Linked DNA regions of Mus musculus: regions 1, 2, 3 and 5 are each linked to region 4. The links are chromatin contacts, called in public Micro-C and promoter capture Hi-C maps. All regions are on one chromosome and are shown on one strand. Each heading gives the region's core, a stretch centred on a gene start, on an enhancer-like site or on the middle of the called end of the contact. The rest is flanking DNA. Distances are from core to core; before and after follow the strand shown.

Region 1 (6,028 bases), core at 1,092-3,591, 740 kb before region 4:
CCCCACCCCCACCCCAAACCCGAACCCTGGGCAGGACTGACAGAAACCCTCCAGGTCCAGCTGTGCCTCCTCTGTGATTCCTGCACCGACAGTGCATGAACCTGGGCTTGGCTGACCTGCAGGGAGACTCCTAAGTCCTCTTCTTTTTCACTTCCATCTGCTACCCCGTCCCCAGAGCAAAGGCTCTCTGTTCTGTGAGCTTGGACTTTGGAACTGGCCAGAGCTTCATTCGAAGAACACACTTGTTTAAGTGGCATTAACAAAGTTACTTATTCTACCTGGTCCCTCCAGACTATTTGGCATGTCAAAAATGTCCACCACTCACCAAAGTAGTCACAAAGATTAAATAAAGCAATACAGTGGGGATATTCGAAGCACTGCCCCATACATAGTAGGCACTCAGTAGCTGGTAGTCACTTTAATGACACCTGAGGAAGCTCAGCCTGACACTGCAGCGTGACATGGCGCTGACAGGCTCAGGGAGGGGCAGCAGGTCCACAAGCACTCCTGGGCAGCCAGGGAGTACGCCCTGGTTGTCACACTGACACCTTCCTCCCCACTGCCTGGAAAGGAAATTCCTAGAGGGTAAGCAGGAGACCTAGCTTGCCTCTGTGCCTTTCCTAGGCAAAAGAAAAGACCCAGCTTAGGGCCTTCAGACGCTGATGAATCCTTCTGTGCTGAGAATCAAGGAGAGCAAAGTCACTGTCTGGAAGTCTAGAGTGCATCTAGGTGGGGAAGGCGAGTGTCTCTGGAAACACAGCTTTAGCTGTCCCTTGGATGAAATGGAGAACCGCTATAGGCTGTGGGATAAAGGACTGATATTTCTCTCAGACCACCGCATAGAGGATGATCTGAGGGTGGCCAGGGAGGTTCCAAGGAGAAGGTGACACTTGGTGTTGAGAATTGCACAAAGAATGGGGGTTTGTGGGAGGATGCATTCCAGGCTAAAGCACAGTGAGGTCAATGGCCTAGAGATGGGAGAACAGCAGTTTGGTGACAGGGGAAAACTGCAAGGCAGCATAAGAAACCGGAGCACCTCTGGGTACACAAAAACGAAGGTTTTAACTACCATAGGAAAACACGAGGAGCAGGCCTGCAATCCTAACTAGGAGAATCACCAAAGACCTCATGGAAGTAGCACATTAAAGAGGTAACGGGAGAAAGGGAAGCCATATGGCTTTCTGGAGCGGAGAGATTAACAATGTGAAGGTCCTGGGGCCTGAGAGGCTGCCATCTTGGTTATGGCCACAGATTGGGAGGAAGGAGTGAAGGGCAGGAAGTGAAGTTAGAGCATTAAAGGACGCCTGCTCATGAAGACCCTCCCAGGCTATAACGGGCGCTTTGGTGAATGCAATGGCCATCGGCTGTGGGAGTTCTGACAAAGGATAGATGCAACCTGGTGCGCATTTCTTTCTTTCTTCCTTTTTTTCCTGGTGCGCTTTTCAAAAGGATCGCTCGGAGTACTCTGTAAAGAAACAGCTGCAGGTGGCCAGGGACGGAAGACTAGTAAAGAGGCTACTGCGGAAATTTAAGCTACAGAGGAGAGCAGTGGCTGGAACCATTCTTTTTAGTAGCCGCGTCCTGCTTCTCATTTTCGCCATGTAAAACTGCTGCGTGTGCGATCCACTCTGCCCCCACAGAGCCTGCAGTGGGGTGAAATGTCAGGAACAAGCCCCGGAGAAGGTAAGATTGGAAAAAATGCCACAACTGGGCAGCCCTTGGAACCCTGGCGCCCACATGAAAGCAAAGCGGATGGGTGCCTGTCCCGCTGCATAAGTCAGGAGAGCTAACCCCGATGGAGAGAGAGGTGTCCACCCGCTCTTGCTCTACAGAGACAGAAAAAGAAGGAGTGGGAAGTAAGGCGCCTCCTCCGAGTCCTGGAACAGGTCCTGAGCTCCCGGGTATGCAGTGCTCCGCGGGTACAGGTGCCAGCTACAGCATCCCCCTGTGCACCAACACTCCCAACCCAGTTCTGACCCCTTTGTCTAGCTTGCCTCTACCCTCATCCATCTGTCTGTCCGTCCTGCTCCAGATAAAATGTGTACAGCCCTAGTGGGGTCCCTCTGGCGGTTGCCGTAGTCGCGCAGCCCCGACCCGGGGCTCCGGAGAGAAGAAAATCATGAATGAAATGGATGCGGCGCTCCCACTCCCCCGCCCTCTCAGTCCAGGCAACCTTGGCATGGGGGCGGCGCCTGTGGGGACTCCGTACAGAGTTGTGGCGGGTGAGGGGGCACTGGAGATGGGATCCCATGTTAAGGGTCTGTGGTCCGCCCCTCTAGAGCCCTAGGCGATGCTGGAGCTCCCCACCCCCACCCCGCCAAGCGGGCGAGCCCTGCGCAATTCCCGGGGAGCGGCGCAAGCCCGTCCGGGGGCGGGGCGGAGCCCGGGCTGGGGGTGCCCAGCAGACCCGGCAGCTGCACCCGCGACTCTGCAGTTCAGGCGCATTTGGTGGGGCGATTGGGCAGGGAGCACGCAAGGAGAGCGGGACTGAGGGCTCCGCGGACAGACCGACAGACGGACGCCCCCGCACACGCAGACGCACCGAGCTCCGCACGGCCCCTGTCACACACAGACAGGGACACACGCAGACACGCACACTCGCGCGCTCACATCCTCCCGCCAGCCTGCTTGTCCGCCGGCGCCTGGAGCCCGCTCTGGCCGGTAAGTGCGGCGCCTTTGTGTGAGAAGCCGGGAGGCATTGGTACGGGGTCCCCTCTGGGGCGGCAGCGAAATTGACATCTCCTCCAATCCACCGAACCCAGGAGCCCGAGTCCGCCCCCGCCACGCCCCCCGTAGGGAGCCCCAAAGACTGGAAGTGGGGTCCCCAATGCAGGGGAGGGGGCTTGTGGTTGGGGACCACGGAAGGAGCGGCCGCCACTCCCCGTGCTCTTGCGTGGTTCCAAGGAGGGATTCAGATAGTGGACCAGGTCTGAGCTTCTGCGGCCCAGGCTGGTGTGCAGCTCTCAGCTGCAGCGCCTCTGAACCCCCAGAGAGGGGTGATGGAAATGGTAGCTAGCCAGCTGGTTGCCAAATTGTGCCTTCCCCGAGACCCTTTAGCCATCCGCCACTGGGTTCCAAAATAGATTCCCGGTGCATTTCCCCTCCCCCCGACATATTGCTTTTTTTTTTTTTTCCTGGAGGAGGCCCAGGCTCCTACAAAGCTTGGGTCAGAATCCTCATCAAGGATCAATTAGAGAGTGAAGTAGCATCTTGGGGCCGGGAAAAAAAAAAACTCATTTGATAGCTTCATTCTCCAGACAGGGAAACTGAGGCCAGTGAGGTGGTAAGGCCAAGGTCACTAGCGAGTTAGTAGCACAGCATGCATCGGAATCTGGGGCGCTTGGTTTTTATACCCATTTTCTCCCCCTACACAATCAGACCTAATCCCCAGGAAACCCCAGAGCCCAGAAATTCACGTGAGTACGCCAGGTGAGTCTTGACAGTGCTGGCCCTTCCCCCAACTGAAGCTGAAGATGCCATTCATTTCCTGTCATCCTTGCTGGTTTAAAAAAAAAAAATGGGAGTGGGTGCTTTAATTTGCCTCATTTCGCCTCTAGGGGGGCTCTGTTTTGCAAGCATCCATGGTTTGGAAGGTAATTTGGAGAATGAAGCAGAAATTCGATTCCTGGCGTGGCTCTAGCCCTTCCAGGAGTTGCTAAGCCTGAGGGTCCCCAGTTGGACCAGGTGATGTGGCATTCCATGCTTCATCTCTTCACTTAACTTTGGGATGACCACACGCCTTCCCAGTCAGGCACTCTGCCGTCCTCCATGAGCACCCACTTTTGCTCATCCAACCATGTCTTTGTAGAGGTCTAATCATCCTTCCTTTATGGAGTCCCCCAGGTCCCCACTGATGGCTCTTTTTCTTGCTGTTTACGAAGGCTGGCCTCTTGGTATTGCTGAGAAAGCTGACAAGGAAGCTTGAGTTACAGCTGCACCAGGCTCCCTCAAGGGCAGCTAGGTGTCCCCATGCAGAGTGGGCTGTCTGGTGACAGAAGGTGCCAAGAGAGGCTGGCTAGAGAGTTCAACCACAACTTGATGGAGAAAAGATGAAGTTGGTCACCTTGGAGAGTTCAGATGAGATAGGGTCCAAGTTAAGATCAAGTTCAGTATCTAGGGGCATGAGGCTGTCTCAAGGGCTTTCTTCTTGAGTTAGGTAAGCAGCCTAACATGGAGCAGGGCAGAGGTGGCCTCATAACAGCTCCAGGAACCACCACTGGCATCGTTAGTCTAAGTAGATGGTACCCTCCTCCTCCTAAGAGGCACCATTTACACTGACCTCATAAAGAACTGTGGCACTTAGGTGTGGGATATGCCAAAGCCCCCACCCTGAGAGAGGGACACCTTGGTCCTAGGTCCAGCTCCTCCTCCTCCTCCTCCTCCTCGCCACTGTGTAGTTCAGAGGTTTCTTGTAACCTCTCTGCAGCACACTTTCTCCTTAAGGAAAATTCTCTCATGTCCAGGATTTCAGGTCTGCACTATTCATTGGGGTTAGCCGGGGGGCGGGGGGGGGGGGGTCGGGGGAGGGGAAGAGCATTTATTTATATGACTACTCTGGGCCTGGTTTCCTCTTCTTTCACTTTGTGAGGGAATGTTGACTGACTTAAAGAGATAATGCATGTAGGTTACTGAGCACAGTTCCCAGGACAGAGGGAGGACTCAGGAATGGATTGATGCTTACAACATTCGTGCCTTTGCTTTGCAGAGATGCCCTCCACTTGTTCCCCTCTTCAGATCCTTTGAGGACGTGGGATTTTAAGTCCTCTCAGTGATCCTCCCTAGAGCCAGCCCTCTCCTGCTGACCTATGCCTCTATCCCCTGTGAGACATCCATGTCAACACCCTGGTGGACTTTTGCTTTCCAGTTAGTTTGCAGTTATTTAGATTGAATGATTAGGTGATGCATCTTTACACAGTGTCAAGGCTTTTCTTACCCTTGGTCACCTGTATTTCCTCTGCACGGTACAACAGTGATGCCGAGAGCTTCAACCACTCCATTAAGCAGGTGGGGAAGTTAGGACAAAAATACAAAGACTCCAAGCTAGATGGGACAGCCTGTTGTCAGGGAGCGCAAGTAGGAAAAGATGGCAGTAGCCTATGGATAGATAACAAGGGCCTGGACTGGGGGTGGTTTGAAGAATGGATAGAAAAGAGATCTGGCATCAGCAAGAGGTCTCTTGTCACGGAAACCTGCAGAACAAACAAGGCAGATAACCTACTAAAAAAGTTTAGAAGGGCAGATTTCTTCTTCTTGAGAATCAAGGTGGTTTCTTGAAGTTCACTGGTACCCGAGATAGGTCTAAGTGATTTGTATATTAGAAGACAGTTGGGATGCTTCCAAGAGGTAGAAACAGCCTGAGCAGGGAGCAGACAGATTCAAGGACTTGGAACATGGTCAGAAACTGAAAAGTGATCCATCCCCACTGAAGCCAAGAGTTAAAACTAACTCATGACAAGGTTTTGGTGGTGGTGGTGCTGGGGCACTGGGTGCCAAGCCAAGGAATTGGATTCATTGTCGAGTGAAGGAGAGATATAATCAGACCTGCTACAAGGAGAACAAGCTAGATGGGGCAGCCTGTTGTCAGGGAGCGCAAGTAGGAAAAGATGGCAGTAGCCTATGGATAGATAACAAGGGCCTGGACTGGGGGTGGTTAGAAGAATGGATAGAAAAGAGATCTGGCATCAGCAAGAGGTCTCTTGTCACGGAAACCTGCAGGTGACTTGATTTGGGCGCTTCAGGGAAAGAGGAGAAAGGGATGGCATGGCTTTGTGGTTTGAATGGCTGATGCTACCATTCACAAAAAGAATCCGCCAGGAGGGGGAAGGAGACTCTGAACGAATAGGAGTGGCTGACAGGAGCCATGATGACTCCTGATGCAAGGCTTTGCTGGCCAAGCACCTGATACAGTCAAAAGCCAGTTCATCCATTCATCCTCCGATGCATAGACACACCCATGATGTGCTGGCTTGTTGTAGGTTCCAGAGATGTATTGCTGAAAAAGACAAACTTCCTACACCAGGAAAGACAG
Region 2 (5,363 bases), core at 323-2,822, 610 kb before region 4:
TAGAGACATTTCATAAGTTCTGTGACTCTAAAGAACCCTGACTAATACAGATAGGGGTTCTGCCATTCCCTTACTCCTGACTGAATTACCACAAGCAGCGGCAGTAATTTAACATTAGCTACTGTGCATGTTCTCTCTCTCTCTCTCTCTCTCTCTCTCTCTCTGACACACACGCATGCGTGTGCGCGCGCACACACACACACACACACACACACACACGCACACACACATATACGCATGCTCATTACTACTATATAGTTACTGACAGTTTCATGGGTACACATTTACAGCAGCTCAGATGAGCTAATTTAACATGGAAGAGACATGCCCTGTTTAGTAGTGCACAACTAAGTTCTGGTATTCTATGGAGCCCTTACTAATATACAGGCAAAAACACTCACACACAAAAATGTATATACGTATGTATTAAAAAGCATCTATAAGTACAAAAAAAGTATCTATAAAAGGAATATTATGTTGAGTTAGGGGCGGGTTCTTAAGATATCTGAGGCTGAGGAAGAGAAAAATTTCTACACTGCCAGCCAGTGATGGTGCATGCCTTTAATCCTTGCACTTGGGAAGCAGAGGCGGGTGGAACTCTGTGAGTGTGAGGCTAGCCTAGTCAACAGAGTAATTTCAGTACAGCCAGAGCTACACAGACAAACCTTGTCTAGGAAAGGAAAGGAAAGGAAAGGAAAGGAAAGGAAAGGAAAGGAAAGGAAAGGAAAGGAAAGGAAATTTAAAATTCTAGGGGGAAGGCAGGCTTCATCTTGGTCTTTTACTCAGCCTGAAGTGGAGCCATTCCAATACAGGCGCTCACATCATCACAGAATAAGGTCTATTGTATACACTCACCCTTTCAGCTGTACAAAAAATAGTAAATAATGCAGCCACCCCCACAGTCCAGTTTAGGGGTATTTCCATCACACCAAACCGGTCCGTAGCCCATTCCCACCCCCAGACTCAGGTATACCTAGTTATTCACGTCTACTTTATTGAGTCGAAATGACCAAATTCAAGATAACGCAAAAGAAAGTCAGGCTAGACTCCCAATGAATGCACTATATTCTGCAGTGCGTCAGAGTCAAGTTCTGCTTGGCATGTGACGAAGGTCTTCGCTCTTTCCCTAGGTTTTTAAAAGAACATCAGGTGCCTCCAGGAGATAACTGGCGTCCCAGGGACAGGATTCTTGTGCGCATGCGTAGCTTCGGGGCTCCAGCGAAACGAAACCGAGATCCCTTGCTCCAGACCTGTCGCACCAGCTGTTGGAATACCGTCATTTGGAATCTGTACATCCACGCGTGACACCTACAGAGCCCAGCTCTAGAAGGGGGTCGGGTCTCTCTTCTTCTCCACCCCCCCCCCTCCCACCCCACCCTCCCCGGATCTCACACTGAAACCCTCTCTCGCCGCGAAGATCCTCGGGCTGACCGCTCTCCCCGCCCCCTTTAGCCACACCCCTAAACTGCCATTTTGCGTCTGATTGGCTAGTAAAAGCCTCAGTCCCACCCATTTGAGCCAACGCCAACGGCCACGTACCCGTTTTCCGTGTCTTATCTCCGAAAGCGGAAGTTGCGCAAATACTTGCGAGCGCTGCGGAGGCGCTGAGCGTGTGTGTGTGAGTGTGTGTGTGTATGTGTGTATACATACACACACATACTTCGTATTCGGCGGCAGCGCGGGGGCGGTACACGGCATTAGAAGGCGCCGGAAGTGTCGGTGTCGAGGGGCGGCGAGAGAAGGGCCACCAAGGCAAGCCAGTCAGTAGCGCTTAGGCTCAGCGAGAGGCAAGACTCGCATCCACCGCGTCCCGAGTCCCCGGCCCAGCCGGGCTTTTCTCTTCGGCCAGACATGGACTTCAGGGAAATCCTCTTGATCGCTTCCAAAGGACAAGGTGTCAACCACGTACCGGTGAGTCCCCGGGGTTGCTGTAGGAAACCCGGGCGTCAAGTTCGTGTGTGGTGGGTGGAACTTCTCGGGGAGCGTCTGTCGGCCTCGGGAAAGCCTGAACTACGCACGCCCTCTTCTGGAGTTTTAGCGGAGGTGTGGGTACACGGGAGCTGGGGATGGAAAAGGGAGCGCTTTCTTGGGGTCGCTTTCGCCAGCTCCTGTGCCCTGAAAAGTAGGCTTTGCGGCTTTCGGTGTTTTTAAGAGTTGCGCAAAGTCGGGGGGGATAAGCCGCGCCTGACTGAATACTGTGTAGCATTAGTAGCGCCTGGCGTCGAATAAACTTCAGCCCCTAAATTGAGGACCAGTATAGTCAGGAAACTCGGGGACTTTTAAGAACTTTAAGGACTTGTCCTGATAGCCTTTGGGTCTTTTAGCGGGTCGAATACGGATTTCCAGGTGAACGTTTTGTGATTTCTTGAAAGCGTTCTCCGGTTCGTGGCCCCACCCACTGAACCAAAGATGGTATCACCTGCCAAGGAGGTATCTTCTGTTGGAAAGAGTTCAGGGCTTTGCAGGAAATCCATAGCCAACTGTGAGGTGATCATGTGGGCTGCGGGTGTGCTGGTAGACCTTTTATTTGCCGTATGTCCCTTGGATCTATCGGTTCCCTGTGCGAACGGATTGGGCAAAGCCTTTTTCAGCTTTCATTTCCTAGTGGGCTTCCAGATTTTTAGGTTCCGTTTGCTCAGTAAATGTGTGAGTTTGATAGTATTTTCAGAGGTAAATACTGAAGTGGTCCCACATCTGCTTTCTGGGGTTATAGCTGTTTTGCATAAACTACTCATTTCTGGATCACCAGAAGGTACCCACAGAACAGCTGTAAACCGATATATCGCAATGTGATACCCGAGATTTAATCTGTGAAGTGTCCAACTTAAAAGAACCTTCTAGAGTCAATCAGTTGGAATTTGCGATCTCACTTGGATTCTGCATTTCCTAATTTTGTATGTTGCAGTATTTTTTCCTATCTTGTCACTTCCTGTCAAATCCAGCCTATTTTTTAACCCTTGAGTATATCTACCTAAATTAATGAGTAAACGTAGTTATATTTGTATGCATGCACACACACACACACACACACACACATATATGTCCCACCCTGATAATAATCACTCAATAAGATTCTGCTAAGCCACATCTCATCAGCCTTGCAGGTTTTGCTGTGGGCACAAGCCTTTATGCATTTGTACTTTATGCATTTGTAGATTATCTAGTCACATTACTGTTAGATATCATAATCATGTTTGCATAATTTGGTCTGTATTTTATCTTAAATTTTCTTGAATCTCGAGAAAAGTTTAAAAGAAAAACAAAAAAACAAAAACAGATACTAGCTTTAGTGCCCAAGAATTGTCTTGTGGAAGAATCAGAACCCAGATTTAGAAAGCCAATATCTGGTTGGGTGTAATGGCTCATACCTTTAATACCAGCACTCACAGAGGCAGGAGGATCTTGTGAGTCCAAAGCCAGCTTGGTCTACACCAGGACAGTCAGGGCTAAGGAGAGAGACCCTGTCTCAAAAAACTAAAAAAAAAGAAGGGAGAGAGAGAGAGAATGAGAATGAATGAATTAGAGAGAGAGAATGAGAATGAATGAATTAGAGAGAGAATGAGAATGAATGAATTAGAGAGAGAGAGAATGAGAATGAATGAATTACTAAAAGCCAAAGCTTCTGGGAAAAGGGCAGACAGATCATCCTAGAGCAGAAAAATTTTAAATGCGTGATACTTAGAGAGTACGTGTATTGGTTGCTTTGTGATTGTACTCTGTGAAGTGATTTACATTTATAAACCATCCTTCCCTCCCCTAAAAGAGAGAGTAAACTTAGAGGTTTGGCTCAGTGTGCATCCTTAACTTCTTTATCTTTTACACGGAATGAAAGCCATAAAAAAGAAATCAATTGGAATAAAACAAGGTAAATAGTGTTAAATTTAATCCATGATCTTGCTTAATCTGACCCATCTATCCAGCTTAATTTTATCAGCTCAGGATAATTTGAACGCTGATTAAACACAGAGTATTAACAAATTCCCATGTCCCGTGCTTTATATTTAATATACATCAACACAGGTTGTATTACATGTGTGTTGCTTTCATGTTGCTGTTTCCTCGGTGCTCTGCTGTTTATTTCCGGGCCCTATCTCCAGATCCCTCACATGCTTCTGAAAAGTAGCAAGGCCCCAAGGCCCCTCACTTTCATGATGTGGGTGGGTGGGTGAGAGAGAGTCACAGAAAGATCCACTGAGTTTAGATGCATGAGCATTGGGGAGGCATGGCCAGTTTACCAGAGACTGCATCACCAAAGAAATCACGTCCCCTCCCTGAGCATCCATTACCCACTAGCTCAGCCACCTTTATTCCCTACCTCAAAGAGTTCCTTTCCTATTGCTGTGATAAGACGCAATGACCAAGGCAGCTTATAGAAGAGTTTACTGGGGGCTTTGAGGGTTAGATTTCATGACCAGTATGACACCAGGCCGGCAGGGATGGCCCTGGCATGTAACCAAGCGCTCACATCTCAATCCACAAGCAGAGAGCTAATGGGAACATCATCTTAGGAAGTCCTAAAGCCCAACACCAGTGATCCACCTCCTCCAAGGTACCTTCAAATCTTGGTTCCAACTAGGGACCAACTATGCAAACATGTGAGCCTATGGAGGCAGTGTCATTCAAACTATCACAGGTCTCATGAGCCCCTCTCCCACACAAAGTGTTGAGAATGTCAATTCCATCTTATATGGGTCTTGTACAACTTACAGATTCCTTTTGTTCCTCTTTAAAACTTTAAATTTATTTTATGTGTATGGGTGTTTTGCTTGTATGTCTGCACCACGTGCATGCAGTGTCCCAGAGGCCAGAAGAGGCATCAGATCCCTTCCGACTGGAATCACAGAAGGTTGCAAGCCTCTCTGTGAGGGCTGGGAACCGAATCTTAGTCTTTTGCGAGAGAACTAAGTGTTCTTAGCCACTGAGCACCTTGGAGCGCCCCTGCATTGACTTTCACCCAAGTTGTGAAGGCAAATATGCAGTTTTCCACTTGTTCTGTCCTATTGTTGGAGAGGTCAGAGTTTGGGTTGGGTGTTTCCAGGTTCTTGGCCTCTTATCCAAGAGTTGAAAAGGGTGTGTGTGTGTGTGTGTGTGTGTGTGTGTGTGTGTGTGTGTACATTTACTAAAGAAGCATGATATTTGCAGCAAAGCAGTTTAAAGGCAATAATACTTAACAGCATAAGAGTAAATATAACTCAGGCCCCAGGCTACAGCCTGGAGATGAGCAGCCTGGTTTACTATGGGTACAGTTCTTTATTTTGATCGATGGGTAGATTATATAATCATTTTTCTACTGTGCATGTTCCTCTACATCTGATTTTAACCCTGTGCACACCCAGTTATGCAGAAGCATACGATGGTAAATA
Region 3 (6,035 bases), core at 1,762-4,261, 520 kb before region 4:
ACTCAAAAGCTCTGCCTGATCTGCCTGCCTCTGCCTCCTGAGCGCTGGGATTAAAGGTGTGTGCTGTCACCAACCGGTTTAGTTGTTTTTAATTTTAAATGTGACTTTTCAAACAAGATAATGCTATATAGCCATTGCAGGCCGTGATCTCTTGATTCTTCTCCTTTGGCCTTCCAAGGACTTGATTTCTAAATTAAGATGGTCATACCTGGTTAGAAAGCTTCTAAAGCAGTATATTCCATAGTAGTCCTCCAATTCATAGAAACGCTGGTTAAAGGAACTTTAACTACATGTGTAGAGATGCTCTAGTTAAAGGGACTTCTCAGTAAGCTGTAGCTTTAAGAAAAGTTTAAAATGAGTGCTTCTCAGTTATGTTTAAAGACATCGTGGGAGCCGGGCAGTGGTGGTGCACGCCTTTAATCCCAGCACTTGGGAGGCAGAGGCAGGTGGATTTCTGAGTTCGAGGCCAGCCTGGTCTACAAAATGAGTTCCAGGACAGCCAAGACTATACAGAGAAACCCTGTCTCAAAAAACCAGAAAAAAAAAGAGGGAGACATAAGGCATTCAGTGCCCTCCATCACTCATCCTGTTGGCAACAAGCCAGAGAAATTTACTGTACGGACTACCATCGCATTTTCACACTCCATTTAACCATAGAAACTAAATTCCAGGTCCCAGGCCCCAGGGAAGCTAAAGATTTCTCAACAGCTGAACAGCTTTTGTTGTAAGGAAACAGTTGTCTAAGTCCAGACATCTCAAGGACAACTTCTCCATCTTTCGGACAGGGTCAAACTAAGTTCATGTTCCCAGGCCCAGGGACCAACTTTGATCCTAATTGACGGAAACTCCCTTGCTCAACCCATTGTGTCAAAATATGATTGGACAATGCTATAGCCCACCCCACTCCCCCTTGCTTTATGGTTTCATCCTTTAAATAAGCTGTTCAACATCTCTTCAGTGTCCACTCCCAAGTATGCTCTGCTGCCCTGACAAAAAAGTAAATTTTTGTCATCTGCACTGACCTAGCATTTGAGTTAAGTTGAATTTAAGAGGACCCCACAACAGTCTCCTCCTGAGCCTGGGGCTTACCTCTTTGTGAGGCCGGAAGTCAGCAAGCCCCAGCCATCCTTCTTCACCCCTCTTGAAGCTGGTAGTATAGATGTTGCTACAGTCATGGGTGGGAATACCCTGTGAAACCTGAAGTCTGGCCTTCAGACTTGTAGAACAAGTGCTTTTAACCCCTTAAGCCCTCTCCCCAGGGCCAAGACGTGATTTTAAACTGAAACAGTGGGTAGTAGGCTAGACTGGAGTTTGACTGGAGCTAAAGTTACTCAAGGCTGATGTTCCCTTTTAAGATAGAGTATGCTGACACCTGCCACGCACTTTCCCTTAGGCCGTCCGTGACCTTGGATTTAGAAAGGAATTGATTATATACTAAGATCACCCAGATGTATTCTCTTTCACTGCTGTCTATACTAGGCTTTATACTTTAGATGATTGTATTTATAAAATGTATTAAGAGGGCTGGTGAGATGGCTCAGCGGGGAAAAGCTCCGACTGCTCTTCCGAAGGTCCTGAGTTCAAATCCCAGCAACCACATGGTGGCTCACAACCATCTGTAATGAGATCTGACGCCCTCTTCTGGAGTGTCTGAAGACAGCTACAGTGTACTTAGACATAATAATAAATAAATCTTTTTTAAAAAATAAAAAGTAATAAGAATTGATGGTTAATATGTCGCTTTTTATTTTAAAGATTATTTTACCAGCATGAGTGTTTTGCCTGCACTGGATGTGTGTGTACCATCTGCATTCCTGGTGCCCATGGAGGCTATCAGGAGTCCCTGTAACTGAGAACCTAACCCTAACCCTCTGCAAGGGCAACAAGTACTCTTTACTGCTGAGCTATCCCTTCAGCCCCTCTAACAAGCATTTATTGGAAATAGAAACTCAATTGAGATTGAGTATCACCTCTTGTATTCTACAAGGCAATTAAGATCTGAAAATTGGGCTGGTGATGAGGCCAGCCTGTCTCCATTTTTAGGCTTGAAAGCCATCAGCATCGTTCCTGTTTATGATTAAATCTGTTTCTCAAGGGTTTGGGCTATGCCCCACCTGTAACCTTATCTTCAAATGTTTCTATACGGCACCCAATGCCTTTGTTTCAAAAGGTTATTATGACCACCTGTCCTTATAACCACCTGTCATGGTCACTTTGTCATGAGTACCTTGTTAAGACCCCCTTGCAACCACGTCTTTGTTTCACAAGATGTGTTATGGCCATTTTGTTCTGTTCCTGTAACCCGCCTATGTACCTGCCAAATCACCCATTTGGAAACTCCCTACCCCTGAGCTATAAGACCAATTTTCTAGCCTATGTCCAAAGCTGACTTCCTGTACACAAATTAAAAGGTTTTAATTAATTGCTTGCTTTAATTAATTTGGCTATGATGATTTGGGTCCATGATCTTGCTCCTTGCCTTTTTGGGATTAACACTGGAGAGGCTTCAAACTCAGAAGTTTGAAGGGGTAAATTCTTTATAATCTGAAAAGAAGCCTGCCCTCAAGCAAGGCAGACTGCGGCCTGTCTAATCTTTATGTGGGCACACTGGAATTGTTAGGGGAAAGTATCCAGAGGAGAAAATTACCGCATAGCTTCCTAACGGGGGAAAAAAAATCTCCTTTGCCCTTGCGAACTTGACATGAAGGGCTTTCGAGCGTTTAAACTGCAGTAACAAAAACGGATGTGATAATCAGAGGTGCCTCGGGCGCAGTCACCTAAAAGTGTCTAGAGTGTCCACGAGCTAGTTCTGTGAGCGACGCGAGCCCAGGACCTTCCGAGCCGCAGCGGGTGGCAAGGCTCGCGAGAGGGCCGGGACTTCGGGACCGCGAAAGGCTTGCAAACAACCGCACCACGGGCACCCGTGGACCGGACCTGATCTCTCGCCCGACTTCGCACCGCAGACCAGCGGCCCCGGAAGTGACGCGCGGGAAGCGGAAGCACAACGTGCCGGCTTCCTGCTTCGCAGGGGCGGGGCGGCGGCGGCGGCGATTGTCTGGCGGCCTGGGGCGGCCCCGTGGCGCCTACCCTCTGCCTGTGGGGACGGAGGAGCGCGCCATGGCGGTGTCCGAGAGTCAGCTGAAGAAGATGATGTCCAAGGTGAGCCCGCGCCCTACGGGGCGGCCCCGCGGGCTGGGCTAGGCCGCCTTCCCTCTGCGGAGCGGCCCTTCCCGCCTTCGCCTCCATAAACAAAAGCGGGGTCGTGCCTGGCGCGGCCGCTGCTGTCTGCCCGGCGCTGCTGACGGTCCCCGCCGGCCGGAGCCCGGCCCTGCTCAGAACCAGTCCCCGCGCGCCTCTCCCCGGCCCAACCCGGCACATCCCACCGGAGCTCGGGAACTCTTGGTGCAATTGGTTCGCTGAAGTAGAGCAGCCAGAAAATCGAGCTTGGCAGCCCTTCCCCGCTCCAGAGAACTCTGCAGTTGCATTCCATTGTTTGCATTAACTGTGATTAACGCAGTTGTTTGCTTGTTTACTTTGAGTTGAACTTAAAAATTCTTACTGCTTGACTGGTTGTGGGTTTTTTTTTTTTCCTCTCACTTTTTAAAAGGCCTTTTGGATATTTTGCACATTAGCTACTTAGTACTTAATACTGCGCATCGGACTCCAGAATGCCTTGCTTTTTGTAATTTACCAAATTTAATTGGAATGAAATTTATGTAACGTAGTTGAGCCCTAACTCCTTTAGTCATTGAAGTTGACTTTGATGCTCTTATCAGAGCAATAATAGAGATCGTGGGGTTAAGAAGTTTCTAGTTTACAAGGAAACACGAATACGCTGGGCGTGGTGGCACAGGCCTTTAATTCCAGCGCTCTGTAGGCAGTTGACGACAGATCAGGACAGATTGTGAGTTCCAGACCAGCCAGGGATACACAGTGAGACCGCATTTCAAAACATAAAATTTTTCTTTTCTTTTTTTCTTCTTTTTTTATTCTTTGTAAAACTAGATCTTTTTTAGTAAAGTCATTTCCCTGAGTCCTTGAAGACCAAACCTCTTGTCTCTTGGTTGTCTAACCATTTAATCTTTTAGGCTTCCTTTTTTTTTTTTTTTTTTTCCCTGTAGTTATCTGTAATGACACAGGGGTCTGGGGGAATGTACGAGGTCCCGGTAAAGGTCGATATAGTACTGTTTTACCTTCAAATCATTTGTTTTTCAAAGCCTCAATTAAGCTTTTAGAAGATGTAGCCCATTAACTTCATCTGATTGGGGATCTCTGTCCTTATCAAGACATTCTGGCTCACCCAGAGAGAGAGACAGACAGTTTTGGTGTTTTAACCTCGCTTCAGATCATTTTTCTCCTTTGAACATCATCTTATCTCCCATCCTAAGCAGACTTTTTTAGCACCATTTTTGGTTGTGATTTTTACCAATTAAGTATATTTCTACAGTTAGTCTATCGTTCTTTATGCAAATAACTCTCTACTTTGTTCATACCAGTAACCTGTTTTTTACATACAATGTTTTACAATAGAAGATGAGTCACTACTAACTGGGGAGGAGAAAGTGGTCATAATAAAAGTTGTTATTGAGTTTGAACTGGTGCCATACATGTTTATGGGTTGGGAGGCAAAGGGAGGTATATCTCTTGAGTTTGAGGCCAGCTTGGTCTTCATAGTGAGACCCTGTCTCCAAAACACAAGCTGCTATTGTTCCATAAATTGTAGGGATCTGACAGTGGGATCAACCAGACTAAAACCTGTACTTCTGAGCTTGATTACGTGGAAGCCACTATCAAAGTCATGGCAATAGCATTGGGAAGTTGACAACAGCTTTGGAAAGTAAAGCGAGAAGAGATGGTGGTGGCAGTGACAGTGCTGAGGCTGTGGCTTTCTTTTGCATGGTAAGGGGAGGGCTTTGTGAGAAGTCTATTTGACCAGAAACCTGAGCATAGAAGGAAATGAGCTCTGGAACAGTCTGGGGTAAGGACAGTTCTAGGAAGAAGGAAAAACAAGCGCAGAGGCTTGAAGCAGAAGTTCACCAGCAAAAGGCTGGTAGCGAGACTGACTGAGCTACAGGAAGTAGTGCTGTTTGACATTGAGCTTTAGTGATGTGAGAGATTTTGAAGGGCCTTGTAGGCCAGTGTAAGGATTTTGGAATTTGATTGGATTGTGCTAAGAAACAATTAAGTTTTTGTTTTTTCAGTTATGTGTATGGAGCCAGATATAGTGGCACACATCTTTAATAACGGATCTCTGTGAGTTTTCAGGCCGGCCAGGTCTGCATATTGAGGTCCAGGCTGGCCAAGGCTACACAGTGAGATTCTGTCACCAAAAACACACCTCCATAAAAACAAAGAGAAATGTAGGGATATGTGCACATGAGTCCCATACACACACAGGCCAGGGCACTAGATCCCTCTGTATGGGTGTGTGCACATAAGTCAGGTACACACAGAGGCCAGGGCACTAGATCCTTCTGGATCTAGAGTTATAGCTATTTGTGAACTATCTAACAAGCAAGAGCAGTATGTGCCCTTGACCACCAAGCCATCTCTTTAGCTCTCCCCTGCACCCCCCCTTTTTTTTTTCTTTGAGAGTCCCCCTACCTAGACCAGGCTGACTTCTAAGAGAGAGCCACCTTACTCTGCCTCTGGTGAGACTAAAGGCATGATCCATAGCACCCAGCCGAGTTGAAACAGGGGTACCCTAGATGCTCTACTAAGACTAAGGTTTAAGAGTGGAAGTAGAGACAACGCTGCTGCAGCTCACTTAGACCATAGTTACAGCTATGGAGGTAGAAGTCAGACTCTGGAGGTAGATGTGTACAAACATTCTTTTTTTTTTAAGTGTATGTATGTATGTATGTATGTATGTATGTATGTATGTGCATAGACACGTGGGTGCCCACAGAAGCCAGAGGAGCGTTGGAGCTCCTGGAGCTGGAGTTATAGGCAGTTCAGAGTCTGCCACTGTGAGTCTTGGGAACTGAATTTGCAAGAGTAACAAGTGCCCTCAGCCACTAAGCCTTCTCTTCAGC
Region 4 (5,852 bases), core at 1,415-3,914:
TGCAGAAGAAACTAATCCAGGGAGGCCATCTGAAGGGCCAAGGTCAGCAACAGGATATCCTTTCTCCCTTGTAACAATTTGCTGTTTCTAAAGGGGTGTGGCTGAGGAAGACACACCCACTTCACACACTTCTGGGTTCATTCCCCTTAAGGTTTTCCTCTCTGCCAGCCTCTTCCCAGGGGCCAGAGAAAGCAGGAGCTTATGGCTTGGACCTCCCCCAGGCTCTTCCCAGTACGGGGAAGGCAGCTGTTCCAGAGACCACCATTCTCTTATCTCCCGCACCCAGCCCAGATCCACACCAACTACCAAGCTCTTAACTATGAGTAGTCGCAAGACCACTTCCTCAAATGGCTTAAAGGTGGTCCCTGAGGTCTGTCTCTAGCTTCCCAGCAGGCTAAGACACTGTTTCTACTCCAAAGGCTCCCTGACCTAGGAAGAAGGAAGGAGTCTCCCCATCTTTCCCAAACCAAAGGGCAATTCATGCCTTCATGATGTACATCACTAACGGGCACTAACCAGAGTGTGGGGGTGTCACGCACACTCAAACACACACATATGCTCACTTGTTCCTACAGACTTTATCCATCCAAATACACACCAGCGCACAGTTACATAAATATGCATGCACAGCACACACACACACACACACACACACACACACACACACACACACACACTTTCATATACAACCGGCAACACAAACTCATGTATATAAACCCAGTTATCATGGCAAAATCACCCCTTCTCTTACACACGTACACGTACACACCCCCTTCGTGTTCAGAACACTCTGGGCACTCACTGTCCACTGCACCCTGCCCGCAGGAAGCGGCAAAGGCTGCCTTTCCGGGTCAGGTTCTTCCGATGGATAAGCAGTCACTTACCCGCGCGTAGCGGGATGAGTAGGGGTCCTCGAACAGCGCCCAGATGCGCGGTTGCCAGCGGCGCCAGAAGCCGCCAGGCCGGCCATCTGGGGAGTCACTGAGTGCCAATCTCTTGGTCATCTCCAGCTCGTCCTCGCCGTCGCCCGAGTCGCCGGGGCCGTCGGCGTCCGCGTCGTCGGCGCTGTTGTCCAAGGGCGCACCGCCAAAGCTGTCCAGCGCCTCCTCAGCGTCTCGGTGCTGGCGATAGGTCATCCAGCAGCAGGGCTCCACGTCCGTCTCGTCGATGCCCCAGAAGGCCAGCTCCTCCTCGTAGAGCGGCCCGCACACGTCGGCCGGGCAGTGAAGCTTGCCGGTGCGGTAATAGTTCAGGATGTGAGCGAAGACGCCCGGGTGGCGGTCGAAGAAGAACTCGTCGGCACGCGGGTCATAGTCGAAGTGGCTGTGGGCGTCCGGCTCTGCCAGCCAGGCAAGCCGCGTGCCGGGCAGCGTGCGCAGCGTCGAGCGGTACGTCTGGTGGCGCGTGCCGCCCACGTTGATCACGATGCGCTCGCTCTCGTCCCCTTGGCCCATCGCGGCGCCCCCTTAGGCATGGCGCGGCCCAGCGACACCCATGGGAGCTGCCGCCAGGGGGAGTTGGCGACGGGGAGGGGGGCGCAGGGCCTCTTCCCCCCTCCCCCCAGCCGTCGGGGGGCACAGAGGACCGCGGCTCTGGCCACCCACCCCAACCAACGAGCCAAGCTCCCTCAGGGGGAGCTGTCAGGCAGGTGCGGGTCCAGGGGTGTGTGCACGGGCTCCCTAGGGTCTTTAAGGCGCCTAGTGTGAGAGGGAGCTGGCCTGGCTGCGGAGGAGGCAGTGGAAGAGAGGAGGGAGGTAAAGAGGGAGGGAGGAAGGGAGTGGGGCGGCGCTCAGCGGCGAGGCCCGGGAGGAGGGGAGAGAGGATGGGGGGGCCGGGCTCCCGGTATCATCTCAGCGGGAAAATGGAGAAACCGACACAAAGCTTTTTAGGGGAAGGTCAGCTGCTCCGTTTCGGGGGCCGGACCGATAGACCAGCCCCAGCTGGGAAAGAGGGGGTTACGAGAAATCCGCGCTTGGCTCTGCGGTGGTCGCTGCAGCGCGCTCCCGGTGCGGTGGGGACGGATGCGGCTTGCTCTCCTCCCTGCGTGACCGGTCCCCTTCGGCTCTCCTTGCCTATCTGCCTACTCCCCTCGGTGGCGGGTGAAGCTGCCTGACCTCCCTCCTCGTTCCTTCTCCCCGCCTCCCGGAGGGGATGGCGGGTCCCCTGGGTAGGGGCACCAGGGTGCTGCCCCGCGGGGCGGCCGCTGAGCGCAGCACCTTGTGCGCTCGGGCTGGGTCAGGGGTTCCGCTGGGCTGCGTTGGGACTCAGGCTTCCGCGGCGGTGCTGAAGGGACAGCTCCCGGACGGCTGCGGAGCTGCGCTGGGCCGAGCGAAGGTTCTCCCGGCCGGGTTTGCTTGGCGGGGCCGGCGGGCACTGGCTCCGGTGTCTCTGCGCCCCGCACTCCGCTCTCTGCTCTAGGAGGGCGGGTGGCGCTGGCAGCCGAGGCGAGGGGCGCTGCCGAGGTCGGGCCCGGTAGGCGGGGGTGGCAGGTCCGGGCGCGGCGCAGCGAGACTGGCGAGGCCAGGGAGGCGAGGCGCGGAGCGGCCACCGCCGCCACCGCCGCCGCCGCGCCGCTGCTGCCTCCGGGCTGCTGCTCCGCTGCCTGCTCGCTTGCTCGTTCGCGCGGTCCGCGTCCAGCCCGCGGCTCTCCGGACACGGGCACACGGCGCGCGCAGCCGCACTCGCCCCCGGAGGGAGGCGCCGCGCTGGGTCCTAAAAAGCCCTGATTCTGCGCCCCCCTCCGAGGCCGGCACCGAACCCCGCCTCCCTCAACCCTGGCGCTGGGGGCGCCCGCCCTTCGTTGCCTCTTGCTCGGTGGGGACCCGCCGACGCTCCGCCCTAGGGGAGCTCCACTTGTTGGGCGGAGGCTCCCAGCGACGTCTGGGCCCGCGCCCCCGTCACACCGAGGTGAGAAGGGCGGCGGCCAGCTCCTCTTCTAACCCAGGAGCCATCTGATACCCTGAGCAGACAAGCCATTCCTTGACCAGGACGAGACTGACCTCTTAAGGAATCTTTTAATACCGACCCTTCCCGGGGAAGCCTGAAGGCCCAATGATTCTTTCAGAGATAACTTCTTACAGGGACTGTAAAATAATACCTTTTTCACCATCCCTCTGTCCTAACTCACCATTAATGATCAATCCCGAGCCCCTCTTGATCCCTTTGGCCCCTTTCAGGCCTTGAACCCTTCCTGATTCTAGGGTGGCTTAGTCACAACCATGACAGACAGACCTCAGTTTACCCAGAAAACTGAACTACCTTATGAAAACATGCACAAAGACTGCTCAGCCCCTTGAATACTGGCGGCCTCGCTCCCCTTCAGGCACTCTGGGTGGTGAGCCATGCATGTCCAGGGCTGTGGTCCCTACATACTGGAAGTTAATGCTGGGGACAGAGATCGTATTTCTAACTTCAAAGTCCTTCTGGCCCACGCTTGCCACTCACCCCTAGGTTTATTTAATCAACAGTCATTAGCTCTCATTCCGTACTTGCTCCAGATTCTCTACCAAGTACAAAAATCACACGGGACAAGTCAGACCCAGCTCTCAACCTCCAGGGACTCCCAGCTTTTTAAAGAAGTGAGCAGGTGGGATTGAGAGGGACTGGAAGGTCAGGCCCAGCTCCAGAGGCCACTGGGCTATGAAAGATGCTTATTGATTCCTGTCCACTACAATCGAACAGGCTGCCCCGGCACAGGGGATTTAATTAAGAAGCGAGAGACTCTTACCTGTTGGCTAACAGTGCAGATAGCTGTCTGTCTATACTGACCCCCAGGCACTGTTGCGAGCCTAGGGACAAACCTGTGACCTATCTCCCCACCTGATCGTGGGAATCACAGCACTAATTAAAACAGATCTTCATGTCACAGGGGGAAAGTGCGGGGAGGTAGAGAGGGGGTGAGAGGCGGGAGGCAGAGAGGCAGAGTTATCAGAAAGGGGCAGAGATGGACAGACAAAGAGGAGAAAAGTCTGAGGAGACCTCTTCCCTCCAGAAACTAATCACAGCGTTCCTCCAGACAGCCATTCCCTTTGGTCTCAGAGTGAGGCAGGATAGATGGCTTTCAGTGCCCTTCTCTCTCTGGCCAGAGTCTGTCCCATCTCCTGGTCCAGAGTGATGCACCTCCAGCCTGGCCCTGATTCAGATCCCTAGGACAGTGGCTTTCAGGATGCTCAGCCCAATCCTAAGATTAATAGAGACCCCGGAAGTGAGATTTTTTTTAAAAAGAGGCATGCAGAGACAAGGACATGTACAATCTCAGCTGTGAACGGTCAAGAGGCAGACCGACAAAGGGGCTTCCCTAGACTCTTCCTCAGGAAACCTGAGGAGCCAGCCACAGGGGCTCAGGCTGCCCCCTCTTCCCTGTCTGCAAAGCCACATAGGAGCAGAGCTTGGCTCTCCAAATGTCTCTCTAGTTCAGCTCTCTTTATCAAAGGACTGCGTGTGCCTCCAGAGCTTCTTTCCACAGAGCCCTAGACAGGGAAGCCCCTCACTGAAGTCGAAGTGATTCGCAAAAGGAAACCGGCTGGGACCCTAGAGTCCTGGCTTTAGAGGCTCCAGATGTCTAGACTCTTTAACTGAGACTGAGTCTTGAGTGAGGACTTACCAAGAACCTCTGAGAGGTAGGCACTAAGCTCCAGTCAGACTCTACTCCATGGTGAGGAGCAGTGGGCACTATGGTGGGACCTGGGCATGGGAGAAAGCAGACGGAGAAAAGATCAGGTCTTGGAGGGACAGAGAAAAATCTTCCGGTGGAGAAAGTTGGGTACCGAAGACTCTAACTCTGGAGGATGTGCCAGAAAAACATGGCTGTGCCAGGGCTGGAGGGAGAGAGCATGGGAAAGGGGTCACAGCACAGTCCGAGAGCTAAGCAGGCTGGGCTCAGATGGGGGAACCCTCCCCGAAGTGCCCCACTTTCAGAGTCCCACTTTGATCTCTGATGACACCCCCTGGTCCTAGGCTTCAAGGAGCGCTCCCTCTTCTGTACCCCAAGCAGGGCATAAACCGTCCCTTCTCTCACCTCCCCTTCACACCAAGAGAAGGCTGACATTCACAGAAAGCCCAGAAAAACCAAGATGAAAGCACAGGGGGAAAAAAATAAAACAAGGAACAGAGAATCGAGGTTGCAAGGGGGCGGGGGTGGGGATTGCTGATCAAGCCCAGCCTCTTCCGCAGAAATGCTAAAACCTCACCCCTTCCTGCCTTTCAGCCATCCACAGTATAGCTGCCTGCCCCTTCACAAGGGAAGGCTTACAGTCCCCGTCCCCCCCCCCCCCACAAAATTATCTGTGGTAGCTGTGGCTGGTTGAGGATGATCCGTCATGTCTCAGGGTTCTGAGCAAGAACTAGAATAGACTGCCTGGGTTCTAGTCTCTAGTGTCCCATCTCTGACTAACTGTGACCTCAAGAAAGCTACTCAACTCCCCCGTGCTTCAGAGACTTATCACTAGATGGGATTAGCTCTTGTCTCTGCATCCTTAACTCCTATGCTCTCTGGGATGTTTCTGGTTCAAGCTGAAGAAGTAGAAGTGCTGGGATGTGGAAAGACACTACCCCTGACCCCCCACCCCGTGTGGGAATAGCTCCGCTCAAAGGAAGAACTGGGCTGGATGGGAAGTAGAAAAATGTGAGGGGTACCTGAAGGCAAGCTGTGCCTATGTTGTCACACCTGGCACTTGCACACCTGCTGGGATCAGGAACTGGCCCAAGTCCAGCCCCTCAGGCTTTTGTCCAGGTTGGCACAGGGTTTCTGTTGCTCTCCCAGGGTCAGAAGCTTCTGTGTTCCTGGTGGGTTGGACTGCCATCTTGTGGCGGGGCCTGGAATCTAACCTACACTGGCCAGCTGAACAGCTTCT
Region 5 (5,896 bases), core at 1,811-4,310, 560 kb before region 4:
CCTGCTGCCCCAAGCTCAGCTACCCTGCTGGCTGACCTGGACCTCAAGGGGCCTCTGCATGACTGCTCAGACATTTTGGCCCACATCCACAGGACCAGACGAGATCTTCAGGATTTCCCCCTTGACGGATGCAGAGGTAACATGGTTCGCCAAATGCAACAGCTTCATTCAGGATGGACAGAGGTATGCTGGGTCAGTGTGGTCTCAAACACACACACAAGTTGCTTATCATAGAGCTAAGCTCAGTACTGATAGAATTTGCCCTGAGCCTCAGAGCTAGGTCAGTTCATTCCTCTGTTGGATAGAAGCCATCCCACAAAATACTAACAACAGATAAGGTCGCTGAGCCCATGGAAAAGTGAGACACAACTGAACCAAGAACAAGGAAATACCAAACAGGTTCCTGTTGGCTAAGACCAGCTGCCCCGGCTGCTTTGTCAGTCATTGCTGGTTATAGCCTTCCTTTTTCCAAGTGTACCCATCTTACATACAACCTTCACAGGGAAGTTAGTCACTGAAACGTGTCTGCTTCTGATAGCACTAGTCCAGAGTGAGCCCTTTCTTCCTTAGAGCTTCCTCCAGGTGTCCAAATCCTCAAACACTTCAGACACCGTCTCCCTGAGCTGTACTGCTGTCCCTCCCTGTAAGGAGCAGGAGACCTAGTTTCTTCCTTTCTTTTTGTTAAATATTATTTTATGTATGTTAGTACACTGCAGCTGTCTTCAGACACACCAGAAGAGGGCACTGGATCCCATTACAGGTGGTTAGGAGCCACCATGTAGTTGCTGGGAATTGAACTCAGGACTTCTGGAAGAGCAGTCTGTGCTCTTAACTGCCGAGCCATCTCTCTCTCCAGCCCAAAGCCTAGTTTCTTAAGTACAGCTATGTTCCAGCCTCTGGCAGGAAGGTCTTCATAAACCAGAGTCCTAGGAGAAAGCCCCATAGTACAGTGTCCTGACCTCACTCCTTCGGGATTGTCTTGAAGGCAGCTGAAACACCCTGCCTGGCAGCTGGCAGTACAGGTCTGCCACAGAGCTGGGGACCTGATTTCCATCCCCAGCATCCAAAACATTTCTCAGACTAGCCCTAGAGTTTCTGTTTGCCTAAGTCTATATCTTTCATACTAATTGTTTCAATTTAGCCACTCCACAACGTATAAATATTTCAAAATATCAACTATACCAACAAATAGATACAATTTCATATCAACAAATAAGTTCTTCAAAATTCTCTTGTTTATTTACTCATCTTTATTTTATGTGTGTGAGCTGCCTGTATGTGCACCATAAGAGTGCCTAGTGTTGGGGACTGGAGAGATGGCTCAGCCGTTAAGAGCACTGACTGCTCTTCCAGAGGTCCTGAGTTCAATTCCCAGCAACTACATGGTGGCTCACAACCATCAGTAATGGGATCTGATGCCTTCTTCTGGTGTGTCTGAAGATAGCAACAGTGTACTCACATACAATAAATAAATAAATCTTTAAAAAAAAAAAAAAGAGTGCCTGGTGTCAGAAAAGGGTAGGAGAGGGAGGGCACAAGGGCATCAGATCCCCTAAAATTAGAGTTATACATAGCCTTGAGCTGCTATGTGGGAATTGAACCTTGTTCCTGTTCAAGAACAGCAACTGCCCTTAACAGCTAAACCATCTGTCTACCTGCCTGCATTTAACATTTTGCAATTAAATGTGTGTCTATGTGTGTTCATGTGTGTGCACATGCATGTGTATGTGTGTGTGTGTGTATGTGTGTGTGTGTGTGTGTGTGCGCGCGCGCGCGCGTGCACATGAGTGCAGGTGCCCTGGAAGCCCAGAGATGCCCTATACCCCTGGAGCCAGGGTTACAGTTGGCATAACTACTGAGCCATCTCTCTAGCCCCAGGAGTCTGCACTTCTAACAAGTTATTGTGAGTGTTCTATGCCAGAGACAAAGATGGATTTTGCTAGCTATAAAGCTGGAGGAACCTCAACTCAGGGGGTCTCACCTCAGCTGCAGCAGGGATCTTGACTGCTACTGCACAAAGACTTTGAGGAGATATTAGAATGAAAAAGATAGTTCATTAAGCAGAAATACAAGGCACACTTAAAATATTATGTGGCTTAAGGAGAATGAGCTATAAGATTGCTTTTTCAATGTGGTGGTATACTTATTTCTTCATAGAATTCTTCTAAGGTAAGTAATATTATAAGGTGATTTATGAAGACCATATAGACATGGATCAAAAGAATAAAAGCCATTTTGCTATGTGTAGGTCAAGACTGATGTGTTTTGATTCTAAGCATAGCTTACTAGCCATTTTAATAATCTTGTTAGTGACACTTGTCAGGAAAAAGAGTCTTATTTCTGTGCAGTTGGTTTTTGGTTAGTCGTGACAATATTATTTTTGAAATTTGTTTTTACTTTATGTGTACGGGTGTTTTGCCTGCAAGTACAGTGCAGAAGTAGCTCACCACGAACACGCAGCGCCCAGAAGAGGGTGTGAGAAGCTATTCAACTGGAGTTATAGGTGGTTCTCACTCTGTGTAGCCCTGGCTGTCCTGGAACTCACTTTGTAGACCAGGTTGGCAGAGACCAGCCTGACCCTGTCTCCTGAATGCTGGGATTTAAAATCGTGCGTCACCATCACCCGGCAAAACCTTGATTTTGAACATTAAAATTCGGCTACACTTTTTGACTTTGATAATTCTCCCCCACCCCCCAATTTTGTGCTGAATTCTAGTCTCCCAGGAAACTCGCATGTCGCTTGCATCTGTTCGTTCTTTGGTTCTTCCTAGCTAAATTCCCACCCCCACCCCACCCACCCCCAGCAAGCGGGCGGTATTTTTCCACCTCGCAGGGCGCTCCAGTCCCCGGAGCCCTGGGCGGCTGTCAGTCTCTAGTTTAGGGTAAAGGTAGATGCAGAACCCGCGGGAGTCCTCGGACTGGAAAGGGCGGGGTGGGACGGGGCGGGGCTCTGAGATCTGGTCTCCGGGTCTAGTCGATACCTGACTGACGGGGCGCGGCGTCTGGATGCATCCTACCCGAGCTCCGCCTACTGCAGAAGGCGGGGACCGTCCTCTGCGGAAGTTTGGGCCCGTGCGGCCTCCGTTCCCAGCGTGTTTTGAAACAAGCCCAGTGACTGCGGCCGAAGAACGCGCCCCTGCTGACCATGGAGTTCGACTGTGAGGGCGTGAGACGGCTGCTAGGCAAGGTGCAGGCAGGTCGGGGGGCGGACGGGACCTAGCATTCTCGTCACTGCGCGTCGCCCCAGCCCATTCCCCCCACCCCATGTCCTTTTTTCCAAGATTGTTTTGTCGTTTTGACACACCCATACATACTCTTTCCCAGGCTGGCCTGGAAGTCGCGGCAATCCTCCTGCTTCAGCCTCCCGGTGCTGGGGTCACAGGCAGGCGGTGCCTCGCCCCCCTTGAATGAGTCACTCCCTGCTAGTGTCTCTACCTGCTTTGAGAAATCCGGGTTATCACCTTGTGGAAGCCATTCTCCGCCGTGCTTCCTCCTGGAGCGTTTGTGACTGTACACTGTACTCTTGTCTCTGTAGTCCTCTCATCTAGCACTGTGGTCACATTGTAGGTACTCACAACGAGAACCCCGCAGACGCGAGTGCAGGCCTGGACAGGGCTTTACTGTGGAAAGGTGGATGGAGGTTTCTTCCACCCTCAAGTCTCTACCCACCCCACCCCCAGGCTGTATGCTCAGCATTCCTGACTCCCGCCCTCGAGCATACTAGGGCTGTCTAGTTCAGAGGTTACCTTGTTTAGTGATCCTGGCCGTTCAGATTGCCCTGGAAGAGCCCTGAAACATGATTCTGTGCTGATATTCTTGGACGTAGGGGGTGTCTCTTTGTCGGGACAGTTTTTACACTTGTAAGAGTTTTAAGAGCTCCTAAAGTTGAAATCGTGTATGTAGTTGATTCTGATGGTTTAGCTTACAGTTACAGGTGTAGGTTGATTGAGTTGGTTGTAAGACTTCTCATTTGCAAAAAGAAAAAAGAGAAAAAGAAGCCTGGTGTGGTGGCACACGGCTTTAATCCAGGCACTCAGGAGGCAGAAACAGGTAGCTCTCTGTGAGTTGAGGCCAGCCTGCTCTACATAGTAAAGTTCTGGACAGCCAGGGCTACATAATGAGACAAAATACAAAAAAAAAATCTAGACCAGGCTGGCCTCAAACTCACCAAGATTCTCCTGCCTCTGCCTAGCAAGGGCTTGGGATCAAAGGCATTCATCAGTACAGCTGCCCTGTGAAGCTGAGACTGTGTTCCAGTCCACAGCAGTGCAGATAGGTACGGGGGAGTTCTGAGTTCCCCACGTCCTCGCCAGCACTTACTGTTGTCTCATTTTGATTATGGTTTGTATCTTGATTATGCTGCGATTTCGCCAAACTTTTTTGTTCATTTCCAAGGTTATTGTGGCTGTTCTAAGTCTCACGAGTGTCCATATCAATTGGTGTTTAATGGTGAGGTATGTGTGTGCTGCAGACCAAAACCAGGCCTTCTGGATATCCTAAGCAACTGCTTTATCGTTTAGATACATCTCCAGCCCAGTTTTCAGACTTTTGTAACAGCTGAAGTTTCACTAAGGGATTACGCCAAACCTTTCGGGAAATGTGATGATCATGACGATCTTAGATCCACAAACACAGGATACTTTCCCACTTAAAACAGTTTTCCAAGCCAGGTCTTCAATCCCAGCACTTGGGAGGCGGAGGCAGGCAAATCTCTGTGAGTTCGAGGCCAGTCTGGTCTACGAAGTGAATTCTAGGACAGCCAGGGCTACACAGAGGAACCTGTCTTGAAAAACCGAAAAAACAAAACAAACAACAACAACAAAAAAAAAACCTTTCCATTTTATTTCTTCCAACAGTGGTAGGTTTTCAATATCCCTTCTGTACCTTTCTGAACTGATTTCCAAGTAGTTTTATTCGATTTCCATGATGTTGATAAACTGCCTCCTCTCAATTAATCCTCATGGTGAGCCTCGGGAGTGGGTAGGATTTTTCTTTGTAGGTAAGAAAATAAGTTGAGAGAAGTTACATGATGGCGCCCACAAGGCCACAAAGAAAGACAGGGAGAGGCAGTTCACCAGCTTGTAGCAAACTCTTGCTTGTATTTCTTTCCCCTGTAAAATCTAAGATACCAGCTGGAGGCGGACAAGGGAAAGTCAAGTTGTCTCTAGTGAAGGAGGCATTCAGACAAAAGGGCTGACAGGTTGGTGAGACAGCTGCCATCAAGCAGGACACCCTTGAGCTTGGTCCCTGGAAGCCTGGGGTTGGAAGGAAGAGCTGATTCCTGCGAGTGTCCTCTGCCCTCCACATCAGCACCCACACTTACATACCTGCATTAAATTAGTAAATTAAAATGTAGTTAAAGACAGGTGGATCTTGAATGCTCATGAGTGGTTCATCATGTACTGTCCCACAGGCTCTCGGGGTGTTTGGAGGCATTTAGACTTAACTGATCAAGGCCCAGAGCTTGGGGTTAAGCTTGGTGTTTAATACCTTGCTTTGGTATCCAACTTAGCAAATTGCATGGATTCTCTAGATTTCTTTTTTTTTTTTTTTTTTTTCTTTTTCTATCAAGTGGAGCACCTGTAAACTCTCCGTGCTCCTCAGAACTATGGTTTCAATGATGAAACCAGAAATCCTTGATGATGGATGCCTGTGTTCCTGGCATCTAGGGGGCGGAGACGGGAAGGGAAGATGGATGGCCAGCTTGAGGTCCGCCTGAACTGTAAAGTGAGACCCTGCCTCGCATTCATAATGAGTCAAACTCTGGTGACACCTGTGGTGGTAAAGCGCTTGGTCCTTGTCCCACAGCAGGTATTTAGTCTTGTCCGTCCGTAGCTCTGTCTTCATTCCGTGCTGCTCATTGCTCTCATTTCAGTACAAGTTCAGGGATCTGACT

What was found. Promoter capture Hi-C pulls out the DNA fragments that hold promoters and counts their contacts. A called contact is a pair of places that touch in the nucleus more often than the background predicts.
Region 1: a contact with region 4 is called in a promoter capture Hi-C map of embryonic stem cells, with 3 times the contacts expected there. The contact joins the promoter of Ptpn5 here to the promoter of Kcnc1 in region 4.
Region 2: a contact with region 4 is called in a promoter capture Hi-C map of embryonic stem cells, with 3 times the contacts expected there. The contact joins the promoter of Spty2d1 here to the promoter of Kcnc1 in region 4. A contact is called at or near these places in 2 of 39 promoter capture datasets (embryonic stem cells and stem cell-derived epiblast-like cells), 1 of 15 datasets of contacts at CTCF or cohesin (embryonic stem cells), 5 of 484 Hi-C or Micro-C datasets (CD8 T cells and embryonic stem cells), 1 of 115 datasets of contacts at active chromatin or transcription factors (pro-B cells) and 1 of 9 other capture datasets (liver).
Region 3: a Micro-C map of embryonic stem cells shows a contact between it and region 4, with 2.9 times the contacts expected there. The contact joins the promoter of Tsg101 here to the promoter of Kcnc1 in region 4. A contact is called at or near these places in 1 of 39 promoter capture datasets (cranial neural crest), 3 of 484 Hi-C or Micro-C datasets (CD4 T cells, centrocytes and embryonic stem cells), 1 of 115 datasets of contacts at active chromatin or transcription factors (memory CD8 T cells) and 1 of 9 other capture datasets (liver).
Region 5: a Micro-C map of embryonic stem cells shows a contact between it and region 4, with 1.9 times the contacts expected there. The contact joins the promoter of Uevld here to the promoter of Kcnc1 in region 4. A contact is called at or near these places in 2 of 39 promoter capture datasets (cranial neural crest and frontonasal cranial neural crest), 2 of 484 Hi-C or Micro-C datasets (both in embryonic stem cells) and 1 of 115 datasets of contacts at active chromatin or transcription factors (memory CD8 T cells).

The regions. Positions count from the first base shown.
Region 1 is chr7:47,128,911-47,134,938 of GRCm38.p6, reverse strand. Ptpn5 (protein tyrosine phosphatase, non-receptor type 5) reads left to right here and starts at 2,341. Exons shown (of 14, transcript NM_001163565.1): 1 at 2,341-2,661.
Region 2 is chr7:47,004,623-47,009,985 of GRCm38.p6, reverse strand. Spty2d1 (SPT2 chromatin protein domain containing 1) reads left to right here and starts at 1,572. Exons shown (of 6, transcript NM_175318.4): 1 at 1,572-1,911. The coding sequence starts at 1,852. Gm32031 (predicted gene, 32031) reads right to left here and starts at 1,432. Exons shown (of 2, transcript NR_166573.1): 1 at 1,393-1,432; 2 at 978-1,262.
Region 3 is chr7:46,916,945-46,922,979 of GRCm38.p6, reverse strand. It overlaps Tsg101 (tumor susceptibility gene 101), which reads left to right and starts at 3,011. Exons shown (of 10, transcript NM_021884.4): 1 at 3,011-3,159. The coding sequence starts at 3,118.
Region 4 is chr7:46,393,280-46,399,131 of GRCm38.p6, reverse strand. It overlaps Kcnc1 (potassium voltage gated channel, Shaw-related subfamily, member 1), which reads right to left and starts at 2,664. Exons shown (of 4, transcript NM_001112739.2): 1 at 885-2,664. The coding sequence starts at 1,454.
Region 5 is chr7:46,955,682-46,961,577 of GRCm38.p6, reverse strand. It overlaps Uevld (UEV and lactate/malate dehyrogenase domains), which reads left to right and starts at 3,060. Exons shown (of 12, transcript NM_001040695.1): 1 at 3,060-3,187; 2 at 5,876-5,896. The coding sequence starts at 3,146. It overlaps Gm39012 (a long non-coding RNA gene), which reads right to left and starts at 3,695. Exons shown (of 2, transcript XR_882075.3): 1 at 3,315-3,695.